3 separate regions of the Mus musculus genome follow, and regions 2 and 3 are each linked to region 1. The links are chromatin contacts, called in public promoter capture Hi-C maps. All regions are on one chromosome and are shown on one strand. Each heading gives the region's core, a stretch centred on a gene start, on an enhancer-like site or on the middle of the called end of the contact. The rest is flanking DNA. Distances are from core to core; before and after follow the strand shown.

Region 1 (4,176 bases), core at 614-3,113:
TTGAAAATCACTAGCAACCTGTTAGGTTCATAAACACTTGGGTCATAAACACTTGGTCCTTGAGCCTCAGCCAATCCCGGAAGATACCTTACCTTTCCTGGATCAATCATAATGTTCCAACGACCCGTGTGGAATGTCTCAAAGCCCCAGGAGCGTTGCCTAAGGAGCCTCTAATTGTGCTGTGGAGGTTTTCTTTCTCAGATTAGACCATTAAAGACTAGGAGTAAATGTGTTTGCTCCCACCCCCACCTCTGAGGCATTGAATTCAGCACTCAACCACTAAGCCAGATCTCCATCGGTCCCAAGGATTTTACTCGTGTTTCTTTGGTAGACGTAGCTTTATAGCAGCTCTTTAACAAGTGCATTCTTTTCTTAAGTTTCTACAATCTTCTGCGGTTTCCTAGGAATTCCTAGCCTAAAAAGGACCTACTTCATGCATGAGCTTCACACTTCCTCTTTCTTGTGCATTTGAATGAAGTATAGTACCTATGGGAGGCCAGACCTTAAAACAACAGGCCAGGTTTTATCAGAATGAATGGTGACTCAATGCTAAGTCTGATGCTCCAAACTTCAGCTTAGTCATCAGCAAAATGGAATTAAAAGGGTGGGGCTGCAGCTCATTGGTATAATCTTGGCACTGGGGAGACCTACAGGATTGATCCCCATCACTATCAATTTTAAAAAGTTTCGCTCCTTCAATATTTAAATATTCATAATTTCATATTTAATATTAATAGGCAGGTGGAGAGATGCTACAAATACATTGTGGCCTAGGAATCTACTCGGGGTTAATGATCGGTGTACAGGTGGTTTGAAACTGTCTTCCATTTTCTTGCTGTCTGTATTAGAGAGTGAGAGCAGAGGCAGCAGTCGGGGCTGTTGATAGTCTTGCAAGGTCCTGAAGGATTTCATGCAGACAAACGTGCTCAGGGAGAAGACACAGTGAGATGGAGACTTGGTGCTATTTGCCCCTCCAGCCTTCACACAAACCCAATTCTCTTTATTCACTCCCCTCCCCAGTGCTGCGAATGTTTGCTGATTCTGACTAATCTTGCATAAAGGTAGAAAATACCCATGGGATCTGTGGTCAGGAAGCTTTTAATTGTCTTTTGACCACCAGAGAGGCAAATGGTTAAAGGCTATCCCTCTTTTCTCACTCCCGGCCATGCCCTGCTTGTTTTTTTTGGTTGGGAAGCAGTCTCAGGCCAAAAGCGACCAATGTTGCAAAGCCATGTGACTGGTGACTGACGGTGTGCGTGTGCGTGTGTGTGCGTGTGTGTGTGCCCGCGTGTACACAAGCGAGTGTGTTGGTATTGAAAGACCCCCGAAGGGAGACCCTCACTCAAGTCTCGGGAACGTCGCGCACCCAGTGGGACACAGAGACCGGACTTTGTGATCACACGAGGAATTTTTATTGAAAGCGAGACAGAACGAGAGCTCAGGCCAGCATGCTGGGGTCGAGACTCATACACCAAGCAAGGAGTAGAGGAGTTTCGACCCCGGCCTGAAATTTTACAGAGCTTATAAAGGCAAAAACCACAAACCAGGGGGAGGAAAAGGGGAAATTTTAAAACCATAAATTTTCTTAACAGCTAGGTGATGTGCTACCTTAGGCAACGCTCCTGGGGCTTTGAGACATTCCACACGGGTCGTTGGAACATTATGATTGATCCAGGAAAGGTAAGGTATCTTCCGGGATTGGCTGAGGCTCAAGGACCAAGTGTTTATGACCCAAGTGTTTATGAACCTAACAGGTTGCTAGTGATTTTCAACTCTTCAGTATGTATATTGTGTTGTGTGTCATGTGTAGGGAGAGGGCTTAGGGCTGGGATCCCATGACGTTACTGGCTCCTCCTCCCGGTGAATATAAGGGGCGCTTGGCTTGCAAGGACCCTGAGCTGCGGCATTGAAGCACACCCAACCCAACTCGACTGAAGTCAGCCTCACTGAACCGGATCTGAGAATCTTCTCTCTCTGGGCTTGCCAGGGCTCTCCGGTAAGCCTTTGGGGCTGGCACGTGTGTCAGAGTGGGGAGAGGGAGGCTCCTCTTTTACCTAGGCTTTTCAGGCAACCAGGGCTTGCAATTGCATCAGCGCAACTGTGACCTGTTGCTGGTAAGACCCTAGCCCAGGAGCCAGGGCTCCCTAGCTCCAGCGCATTTCCAGATTGTTTTTCTTCATGGAGCCATAAAAATCTAGATGCTGAGTCTAGGGCCACCGGGCGGGACCCCTAATCGGCCGAGAGGGAAGTGCTAGCGATCTCGGGCTGGTTTTGCCCCCCACCCCCCAGGCGCATCTCCCAATTTCAGAGACCGAAGCCCCGCCTCACTGCTGGTGCTCACTGGTCATCGTAGCCTAGCCGGAGGAGGTGGGGAACATTTGCTTTCTCCGAGGGCAAAGAAGGCTCAGGTGGATCGCCGGGGCTTGGTGAGAAGGGATAAGATTGAGGTCAGTCCCCTCTTCCAGGCGTAGCCACGTCTCTGAAGCTCTCTGGGCGCTCACTAAAAGGGATGTGGGTAATGGGTGTAAAAAAAAAAGGGTTCTTTCAGAGTTGCCCCGAGTTGAGTTCCGCTTGATTCACCAGGAGCCATAGGCCGGGGAAACAGAAATGTTAGGTTTCAAGGCTGCTGGGCTGGGCTCTAGGGTAAATCCCATAGGTTCTTGGGCAGGAAAAGAAGAAACCTAATGTCCTAGCACTTACTAAAGGCCAACCACTGTGCTATACAGAGCTTTCTCTAGCCTTTTCTGAAATGGGTCCTTCCACCTGCCTGGGAGACACTGTAATCCCCACTTGCATTATTATTGTAATTCCTACTTGCATATGAAGAAATGGTAATTAGAGGTGGAAGTGGCTTGCTTTCTCCTCTTCTGCCCAACCCCCTTTGTCCCTGTAACTCATTCACCTGGTGGAGGGAGTGGGTTTTGTAATTCACTTTTGGAGCTTGTGGGGGACAATGAGACCCATTGAAGGGCTTTTGTCTTGTTTTTCACCAGAACCTAGCTAGCATCCTCTTCAATTCCAACTAGAATGCTGTGGCAGGCACTTCGAAGATTTGGTCAAAAGCTGGTGCGGAGACGTGTGTTGGAGCTGGGTATGGGTGAGACCCGCCTTGCCAGATGCCTGAGCACCCTCGACTTAGTGGCTCTGGGTGTGGGCAGCACATTAGGTGCAGGTGTGTATGTCCTGGCTGGAGAGGTGGCCAAAGATAAAGCAGGACCATCCATTGTGATCTGCTTTTTGGTGGCTGCTCTGTCCTCTGTGTTGGCTGGACTGTGTTATGCTGAATTTGGTGCCCGGGTCCCCGGCTCTGGTTCTGCATATCTCTACAGTTATGTCACCGTAGGTGAACTCTGGGCCTTCACCACCGGCTGGAATCTCATTCTCTCCTACGTCATTGGTGAGATAGATGCTTGGGGTAGGATGGGAGGGATGGATGATTACACAAATAGCAGAGGGATTATGGATCCAGAAATCCGAGTGCAATTTCAGTGAAGTCTAAATTGTCTTTATTTTTCCTAGTATCTCAATACTTCTAGATGTCTGTTTGTTTGTTTATTTATTTATTTATTTGGGGTAGGGGTATAGGGAGGGTTTGAAGGTGCAGTACAATTGTTCACCTCCGTCTGGTGTTCATTCATTAAGATGTTAGTTAGGGTCTTTAAAATTAATAACAGGAGCTGGGTCTAGAGTTGTACACCTATAATTCCAGCACTCAGAGGCTAAGGTAGGAGGATCAAGAGTTTGTTAAGTCTGAGGCCAGGCTAGGCCTGAGCTACATAGAGAGAACTGTCAAACACACACACACACACACACACACACACACACACACACACACACACACAGAGTAAGGTGGGTAATTATGGCAGGAATCTGTGAGGCAGATGTATAGGAGGGAGGGAATTTGATCTTATAATATTCCTGAGTATTGGGGTTAAGGTAGAAAATACAATTGCTATACCAGGTACAGCCAGTGTGGCCCGGGCTTGGAGCTCTGCTTTTGACAACCTGATTGGAAACCACATCTCTCGGACTCTGAAGGGGACCATCTTGCTGAAGATGCCTCATGTTCTTGCAGAATATCCAGATTTCTTTGCCTTGGCCCTTGTGTTGCTGCTCACTGGTGAGGCAAGGGGCAGGGTGAATGATGGGAGGGGTTGGGCTTGGGAAGCGCTCAAG
Region 2 (3,879 bases), core at 374-2,873, 170 kb before region 1:
ATTCTGTCCGCTGTACTTGGTACACTAACACAAACCACCTACAGAGAGAGATACAAGGCATGGATACGGGCTGAACCCTCCTTAGTTTTGTGATTAGAGTCCGTATTTCTCTGGCGAAGTTTTCAGAGTTACCGTTTGAGATCTTCCCAGTTTCTTCAAGAAAGACCAAGGACCAACTTGGACTCGAAAGTCAAAGCTATATGATACCTCCTTTCTCCATGAGTAGTATTCCTGAACAAAGACTTTCCCCGTGAGTTTGGAGAGCGCCTTACAAGGAAGGATTTTCGTCAGGAGAAGGTAAACTGAGGCAGATAGCAGCTTGCGGGCCTCTTTCCTTAGTGCACAAGGTCGCTACCTTTCCCCATGGATACCAACCACTTTGCCCCCCTTCACCGCCCACTCCCTCTTGGGCAGAGCAATCGTAGAACAGTTCTGTTCACTGAGGTATTGGGAGGCGAGCAGGGAATCCGAGTAATCCCGCAGGAATGGGCCAAAAGGTGTTGGGTGGGAGGGGAGGGAGGAGGGAAGGCTAGGTGCCGGTGGAGAATCCACACAGTTCCTGCTGTACATAGGATAAAGACTTCTCTGTGGGAATAAATGTTTGGAGCAGCTCAAGCCAAAGTGCTGAGTAGCGAGTAGAGAATTCGATTTTCCTCAGAGCAGGGACAGTGTCTTATTCATCTCCGATCCTCCTGCTTCAAGCTGCTCAGAGTGTGGTATATACTATGTACTAAGTAAATGCCTGTCTAACTGAAGATTAAAGGTGGATCTTTGGGCTTTCCAAAGGGGTGGAAAGGCGGTAATGGGGGGCCCCGGAGTGAGAGTAACTAGAGGGGTCCAAGGGTGGATGGCGTGAAGGTAAGGGAGTCATACTTACCTTCCATCCTGCCGAGCTGTTGCTGTCACCCTTGTCCTTGAAGTAGGGCACCGTGCGGACCATCCATTCGTAGATCTGGGCGAGTGTCAGCCGCTTCTCCGGGGCGCTTTCAATGGCCTGGCTGATGAGTTCTGCATATGACTGATTTCCCCAGGCATTCCGGCGGGAGCCTCCCTTCCGAGGACCTGTTACAGCCCCCAGGATTCCCGGCTGGGGGCCCCCTGCCGGCTCTGGGAGCCGAGAGGGCAACAGGATCGGTTCGGAGTGTCCCTCCGTGGGTACCTTCTGTCCCAGACTGGGCTCCACCTCGGACGGTTCGTGTGGCTCCGTAGCGAGGTCTGGTCGAGGAAGGGGCCAGGTGCAGGATCGCGGACGGCTCTGGGGTTCGAAGTCGGGATCGAGGTCTAGGATCGCGGCAGCCCCTGTGGCTGACTTCTTATTCTCTGGATCCATACGTGGGGTCGAACCTCTGCAGCTCAGCGATCAGTGGAGCCTGCCACAGTCCCTCACCATGCCTCCCCCAAGGGGGGAAACACATTCTTTCCAGTTCTCAGAAAGTCACGAACTTCTCCCTCGTCTCCGGACTCTAGCTCCTAAACTGTCCCTTTCACTCCGTTCTCCGATCCCCTCCGGAGTCCGGGCTGCAGCCTCAGAGTAGCGCTCTGAGGCACCACCTGTAACCTCCGCCTAGCGAAGGCACTTTCTGCACCCTCTCACTCAGCTTCCTGCTCTTTTAAACCTGAGGCACCGTATCCCCTCATACATTGCGCTCCCATCACCGAACGTCTCCTCAGCGAAGTTCCCTCCCCCTTTCAAGTTGCTGCCCCCCGGACACTCCTCCCAAATTTCCTCCACCCGGATCGCTGCCCTCCCCCACGCCCCGCTCCCGGGCGTCACTTGTCCCTCCCCTGGCTCTCCCTCCCCTCGCCTCTTCCCTCCAGGTCACTCTTGAGAGGGTCAAGGTTCTTGCGGCCCCAGCCTCCCCAACTCCAGAACTGAATCCCCTATCGGACCCCCCCACCCCCCGCCCCCCGGGTTTCCCTTTTGTTTTGCTCCAAGCAGCAGCCCCCGCCAGACGTCTCTGTTTACCACTCGCTGGGGCAGCCATCTGCGCACGCGCCTCAGGAGCCACTTGGGAAACTGAGTTCTCGAATCGTGCCACCCTGGTCGTTCTCGAAGACTACATCTCCCGTCCTACCTTGCGATCAGGAGTCCGATATCGGCCGCAGGAGAGCGGCGCGTGGCAGGATGTGGGGAGGTGGAACTTTAATGATTAGAGGTCGTCCCGGACTCTTTTTCTTTTCTTAAAAATATTTTTCCTCATTCCTTCCCTTTTCACCCACTTCCTCGAGTTTCGGGGTCGCCCAAAAGATCGTTTTGAAAGACGCTAGATTTTCCCATCCTTCACTAAGAAAGCAAAGTGAAAATGTATTGCCCTTATAAGAAGCAGAAAGAGTATCAACAAGTAGGGATCTGATTAGAAAATAAGACACACTCACTTGGGGAGTTGAGAGGGAAGCTTGTGTAACAACAAACAGTGTTCATTGGTTATGGTGCACTCTCTCCATTTTCTATGTACATTTCACAGACAGTCTTGCTAGTTTCCTCTGTCAGCTATGCAGGCCTCTGAAATACTGATCTTCTCCTTGTTCTGATCTTCAATGGCTTCTCATTCAACATGTCTCCAACTGAACTTTTTTTTTTTTTAATCTCTTTCTGCACCTATACCTCCACCCTCTAGCTACCTTTAACCTCTGTTATTTTGTCTTTTTTCTGGAGCTGAGGACCGACTCCAGGGCCTTAGCCCTTGTTAGGCAAGTGCTATACCACTGAGCTAAATCCCCGATCCCTACTCTTAAGCTCTGAATTTGGTTAGAGGCTGTTCTGGGTCTACCTAACCTTCTCAGCCACACTGATGGTCACCTTTCCACTTCTGTAACTTGCTACTTCCAAATTCTAAATGGAGACATTATGACTGGGTTTAAGTTCTTCAACAGTGCACCGGCTTCTAATCCTTCTAATCCTTTCAAATAAAGCCATTTCCTAGTGGGCCTATGGGGGGCATTCTTATTCAAACCAGCATATCAAAATTAGCTCACTTACAGCTCACTTAACCATGCAAGGTATGGTTAACCACTATTATATCTGTTTTATAGATGAAAATACAGATGATCTCAGAGATCAAGTGATTTACACAAGGAAACAGGTGGGCCTAAAAATCCAAAGTACTGTAATGTTCAAACTCTAGGAAAGCTCTTCAGGTTCAAGTTACACTTTTCCTGCCCCATCTTTCAACTAAGCACACTAAGTTTGAACCAGCTGTAGTTTCCCCCTATTTTCTAGAAATGCTTCCACCTTATAATAACTTTCCCTTTGCATCCTCTTTCTGTCTTTTTATTGTTGTTGTTTAGTTGTTTAACAGAAATCTTCTTCCCCCCAATCCCTGTCTAGTTTTGCTAGACAGAGTTTCTGTGTATAGCCTCAGCTGTTCTGAAACTCACTATGTAGATCAGGTTGGCCTCCATCTTCTAGAGAGCTACCTGCCTCTGCCTTCCGAATGCTGAAATTAAAGGCCTGTGCCACCACCATCCGTTCTTTTGATTTTTAATTTTTAATTATGTGGACATATGTGGACGTGAGTGCATGACTGTAAGTACCTGAGAAGGAAGGCCAGAGGCCATGATCCCCTGGAGCAGGAGTTACAGGCAAATAGTGAGCTACGTGCTTAGGTGCTGGAAATGTAACTGAGGTCCTCTGTAAGAGCAATATGTGCTCTTAACTGCTGAGCCATCTCTCCAGCCATGCATACTTTTTGGATGTGTGTGTCTGTGTGTGTGATAGGGTCTCACGTAGGCCAGGCTGGCCTCAAATTCATTGTGCAACACAGGATGACCTTGATAGTCTCGTCTTCCTGCCTCTAACTCATTGCTCTTATCATTTATTCCCTCAGGTCTCCATTTCGGGGAAAAATCCCATCCATTACCCCATGTTTTCCTCAGGTC
Region 3 (4,182 bases), core at 1,086-3,585, 190 kb before region 1:
ACTATTAGAGGTAAGGCAGATAAAGTAAATGGAAGAATGAAGAGAGCTATACCAGGGGCAAGGTAAAAGGCAAATTCCATTCTATTCCAACAGGACAGGATAAGGTGCAACTCAATGCCATGTACAACATGCCCTTGCTCCTACCTGAAACATGAACAAGGCGAGCTTCTCATTGTAATCCCACTGCCTGATGGCCATCTCTACATCATGGGGCAAAGGCCCTATAGTAGAACCACAGCCTCCACTTCCTGCAGGCCCTGGCCGATAGTACTCAGCCATCTTCTGTAGCTGCTCCCACAAGTACTTTGTGATGATTTGAGTCCATTCTAAAGAAAATACGGAAAGGGAACTATATGATACTATTCTTAAGCTTAGAATACTCTATCCCCTGCCTCCACCCACAATCACCAGAGTTCCAAGCTCTATTCATCCTCTTAGCCTGTAGACAAATGCCACCTCCTTAAAGCAATCATTACATCCACTGAAGTCTCAAAGAACCTTCTGTCTACTCTTTTGATGTTTACCACTTTCTATATTTAATTATGCTACATATGCCTTAGCATCTCCACTAAGATCTAAAGAGCAGAAATTATATGCTGGTCATCTTTACAGCCCAGTACCTGAACACAGCAGATACTCAAATTACTCCATGCTTACCAATTTCGTGCACATAAGATTCATGCAGAAGCAAGGAATAGACTAGGAAGATTTATTCTAAGGCTCCATCACTCCTTGAAGCCATCAGTGGTATACCAGGTGTACAGAGTTACTTACCAGTGAAGGGGTCAGCAGTATTTTTCTTCTTAACCTTAGTCTCAGACATTGCTGCATAGTAGGCACAAGTCATCTTAATGAGCCAGGCAGCCCGCATCACAGGCACCGTGTATTTGGCCAAATACCCAAATACTTCTTCCTTTTTACTGAAAATGGGGACCTGGATGGGCATCACAAACAGCAATGTCTCTAATTACTCCAGGGAGCTGACACCACATAGCTACATCTTAGAATATAGGTAGACACATTCCCCACCTTGACCTTAAGAACAGGAAAAGAGTACTTCACCTTTTTGGCTAGGTGTGTGAGTGGTTTGGTGCCAGCCAGGTCAGTGAACCAGGTGTTAATAGCACTCTGAGATCTTGCAGTCACCAGCCAGAAGTTGTCCTTCTGGTTCATTAGGGACTTCCTGCGACCAGTGTCAGAGAGAGTATTACACCTTAACTTCTCTGCGATGATGCTGCTGAAGTTGGAACTGATCTAAAGGGGGAAAAGTAGACCTCAGGGTAGGAAGACTGTGAAAATGCCAATGTGCTAGCACTGAGTTATAAACTCTGCCACCTAGGTTGTCCCTTTCAGTTTGCCCAACCCGGAGCTTTTGCTCCTCAGATTCTTCCAGCCTTTTCCTTCAGCCTGGCAGGGTTGTCTCACCTTGGCAGGATTGAAGTTGACGTTCTTGGCACTGCCATGTTCGTCCCCAGAGACAGCAGGCTGGTTATTGAAACCTTGTTTTACATTCAAAGCCGTCAGTTCATCCTGAGGCAGAAAAACAGCATTTTTAGCTCACCCTCATTCACCTTATAGAAGAGGTTGTAAGAGAGGGCAGAGGAAAAGGTAACAAGGGAGCCAGGGAGGAGGAGGAGGAGGAGGAGGAGGAGGATTCTGACTAGAAGAGGTTGTTATTTAAAGCCCAGCCCTTATGTTCATTTGGACCCCACCCTCACCCCCACAGTCAATGAGACTCCCACATCCCCCAGAGCGACCTCAACATCACTCTTCCCTTACCGGCACCTCACCAAGCTGGCCCTAACAACTTTCTGAGGTTTGTGTGTGAGCGCCCGAGTGAGTGTGGAGGGGGGCACCTCTGGCATGGCTCCTGAACCCACGAGCTCCTCAACCGGAACTGCTGGCAGACCCTACTCTCCAGCAGGGCACCAGTCCACTCTACTCTTCCCCCTGTTGGGACTTTTTCTCTCACCTAACCTCATCCCCCCTTGCCCTCAACTGTCAGTGTCTCTTCCCTCACGAAACACCTGCCCGGACCCCGCGGGAACCGGGAATTGTGAACGCACCTCCTTCTGTTTGGGATCTTGAGGGTACACATCGGGAGGCCCCAGCCGCAGCCGCTTCAGGGGTCGGTGTTCATAGCTCAAGATCCCGAAAGCCGCCATCTTGCCCAGCCCGTACCGCCTGAGGCGCCTGCAGGGCCAGGCGAGGTGGGGAGGGAAGGGGCGGAGGGCCGAGGACGGGAGGGAGCACGGGGACAGCGAGCCGGGCGGCGGTAGAGAGGACCGAGGCCGAGAGAAGGGGGGTGGCGGAGGCGGGGCACGTTAGAAACTCTCGATTACTGCCGGAAACTGCCGAGGGACGCTGGGTACCGTCGGACAATACTGACTGCAGAGTGGGTGGGGCCTCGCCGGCGCGGGGCGGAGCCCCACAGCCCGGGAGCTTTGGGCCCTAGGAGGGAAAGTCAATTTCACACACTAGAAATCCACCGGCGTGGCCGGGGCTGGAGGCGCAGACCTGGAATAGGGAAGGCAGCCGCGGCGCTGAGCTCTCTCGCTGGAACTGGCTTCCCGTGGCCTCGCTCAGTTCTTGGCCTAAAATAAGTGCTCGGGAATTTTTAGTTTAGTTAATAACTGCGTCTTTTACTGATCACTTCGTTTCTTGGTTCTCACATCTGGATAATGGGCATGCTAAACTTCCTTCAAAGGACAGTTGTAAAGATTAGAAACTACTATTGTTTTAAGAAAGCACCTCTGATCTGATACAAAAGATCCGGTCTAGCCAGGCGCAGGCCTTTAACCCCTGCAGAGGCAGAGACAGACGGATCTCTGTGAAGTGCTTGCCTTACACAAAAAGAAAGCAACTGTAAAACTGAAGTGCTTATAATCTCTCCAGGTGGTTACAGGCCCTCTGCACCACAACCCCCTAACCCTTTGTTGTTGTTGTTAACCCTTAACCTGGCGGTGCACACCTTTAGTCCCAGCAGAAGAAAGCAGATCTCTGTGAATTCAAGGCCAGCCTGGTTTACACAATGACTTCCAGAACAGCCAAGTCCATGTATGAACTGTGTAACCCTGTCTCAACAACAACAACAACAAAACCAAAGAAACAAACAAAAAGTAGCCAGATTGATGGCAAACACCTTTAGTCCTAGCAACTAGAGAGGCAGGAGCAGGAGTATCTGAGTTCAAGGCCAGCCTGGTCTACACACTGAGCTCCAGAACAGCCAGAATTACATAGCGCCCTTGTCTCAAAAGAAAAAAAACCACAGGGTTTGGGGATTTACCTCAATGGTAGAGCACTTGCCTAGCAAATACAAGACCCTGGGTACCCGTCCTCAGCTCTGGAAGGAAAAAAACAAACCAAAAAAAAAAAAAAATGCCAACGTGTCATCAGAGTCAGATGTGGTGGGGCAAGCAGGTCATCCAGAGCAACAGTGACTGACACATACCCTGTCTCAAAAAGAAATCCATTGACACTTACATTATGTGTGTCACACACCTGTAATTCCCACAGCTCGGGAGATTGGCAAAAGGATAACAAGTTACTTCCAGCCCAAATTACATAGACACACACACACACATACACACACCTCTTTTCTGAGACAAGGTCATCTCATCATGTAATCGCAGGTGGCCTAAAACTTTCCATATAGCCCACGCTGGCCTAGAACTCACAGAAAGCTCAGTGAGCCATCTGCCTCCTAAAGCTTCCAGGCCGGATCAAAAGGAAAAGGGAGGAGGAGCAGGAGGAGGAAGAAACAGGAATCTTCACAGAATAGTAGTTATACAAATTGTCAGATATTTTCTATCATGAAGCTTTGTATATCTGAACTCCAACTTATGAACCTTCACAATAGGGCCAGGCAGAAGGCAGAAGATGCTTGCTTGCCATTGTACCTGATTACCAGGATAGAATCTTCCGGTTTCACATGATGAAAGCAGAGAACTGACTTTTGCAAACTCTCCTCTGAGCACCGTGTACATGCATGGAACAAACAAACAAATAAATAAAATGTACAAACGACTCTTTCTCAGACTTAGTGGCAAAGGGCACTAACCCGGCACTCCTGTGACAGAAGTCGGCAGTCTCTTTGACTTCCAGAACAGCCAGGACTACACAGTGAGATCTTGTCTCAATAAATAAATAATCTAAAAAAAAGAGGAGCTGCAGAGATGGCTC

What was found. Capture Hi-C pulls out chosen DNA fragments and counts their contacts.
Region 2: a contact with region 1 is called in a promoter capture Hi-C map of adipose tissue. The contact joins the promoter of Foxo4 here to the promoter of Slc7a3 in region 1. A contact is called at or near these places in 1 of 39 promoter capture datasets (embryonic stem cells), 2 of 484 Hi-C or Micro-C datasets (both in embryonic stem cells), 6 of 115 datasets of contacts at active chromatin or transcription factors (all in embryonic stem cells) and 3 of 9 other capture datasets (adipose tissue, liver and pancreatic islet).
Region 3: a promoter capture Hi-C map of pancreatic islet shows a contact between it and region 1. The contact joins the promoter of Med12 here to the promoter of Slc7a3 in region 1. A contact is called at or near these places in 4 of 39 promoter capture datasets (embryonic stem cells and stem cell-derived epiblast-like cells), 2 of 484 Hi-C or Micro-C datasets (both in embryonic stem cells), 5 of 115 datasets of contacts at active chromatin or transcription factors (all in embryonic stem cells) and 3 of 9 other capture datasets (adipose tissue, liver and pancreatic islet).

Annotation. Positions count from the first base shown.
Region 1 is chrX:101,083,092-101,087,267 of GRCm38.p6, reverse strand. It overlaps Slc7a3 (solute carrier family 7 (cationic amino acid transporter, y+ system), member 3), which reads left to right and starts at 1,863. Exons shown (of 12, transcript NM_001301840.1): 1 at 1,863-1,996; 2 at 2,994-3,397; 3 at 3,962-4,120. The coding sequence starts at 3,028.
Region 2 is chrX:101,252,272-101,256,150 of GRCm38.p6, reverse strand. It overlaps Foxo4 (forkhead box O4), which reads right to left and starts at 1,623. Exons shown (of 3, transcript NM_018789.2): 1 at 878-1,623. The coding sequence starts at 1,330.
Region 3 is chrX:101,272,244-101,276,425 of GRCm38.p6, reverse strand. Med12 (mediator complex subunit 12) reads right to left here and starts at 2,335. Exons shown (of 45, transcript NM_021521.2): 1 at 2,067-2,335; 2 at 1,426-1,530; 3 at 1,063-1,254; 4 at 775-934; 5 at 145-326. The coding sequence starts at 2,165.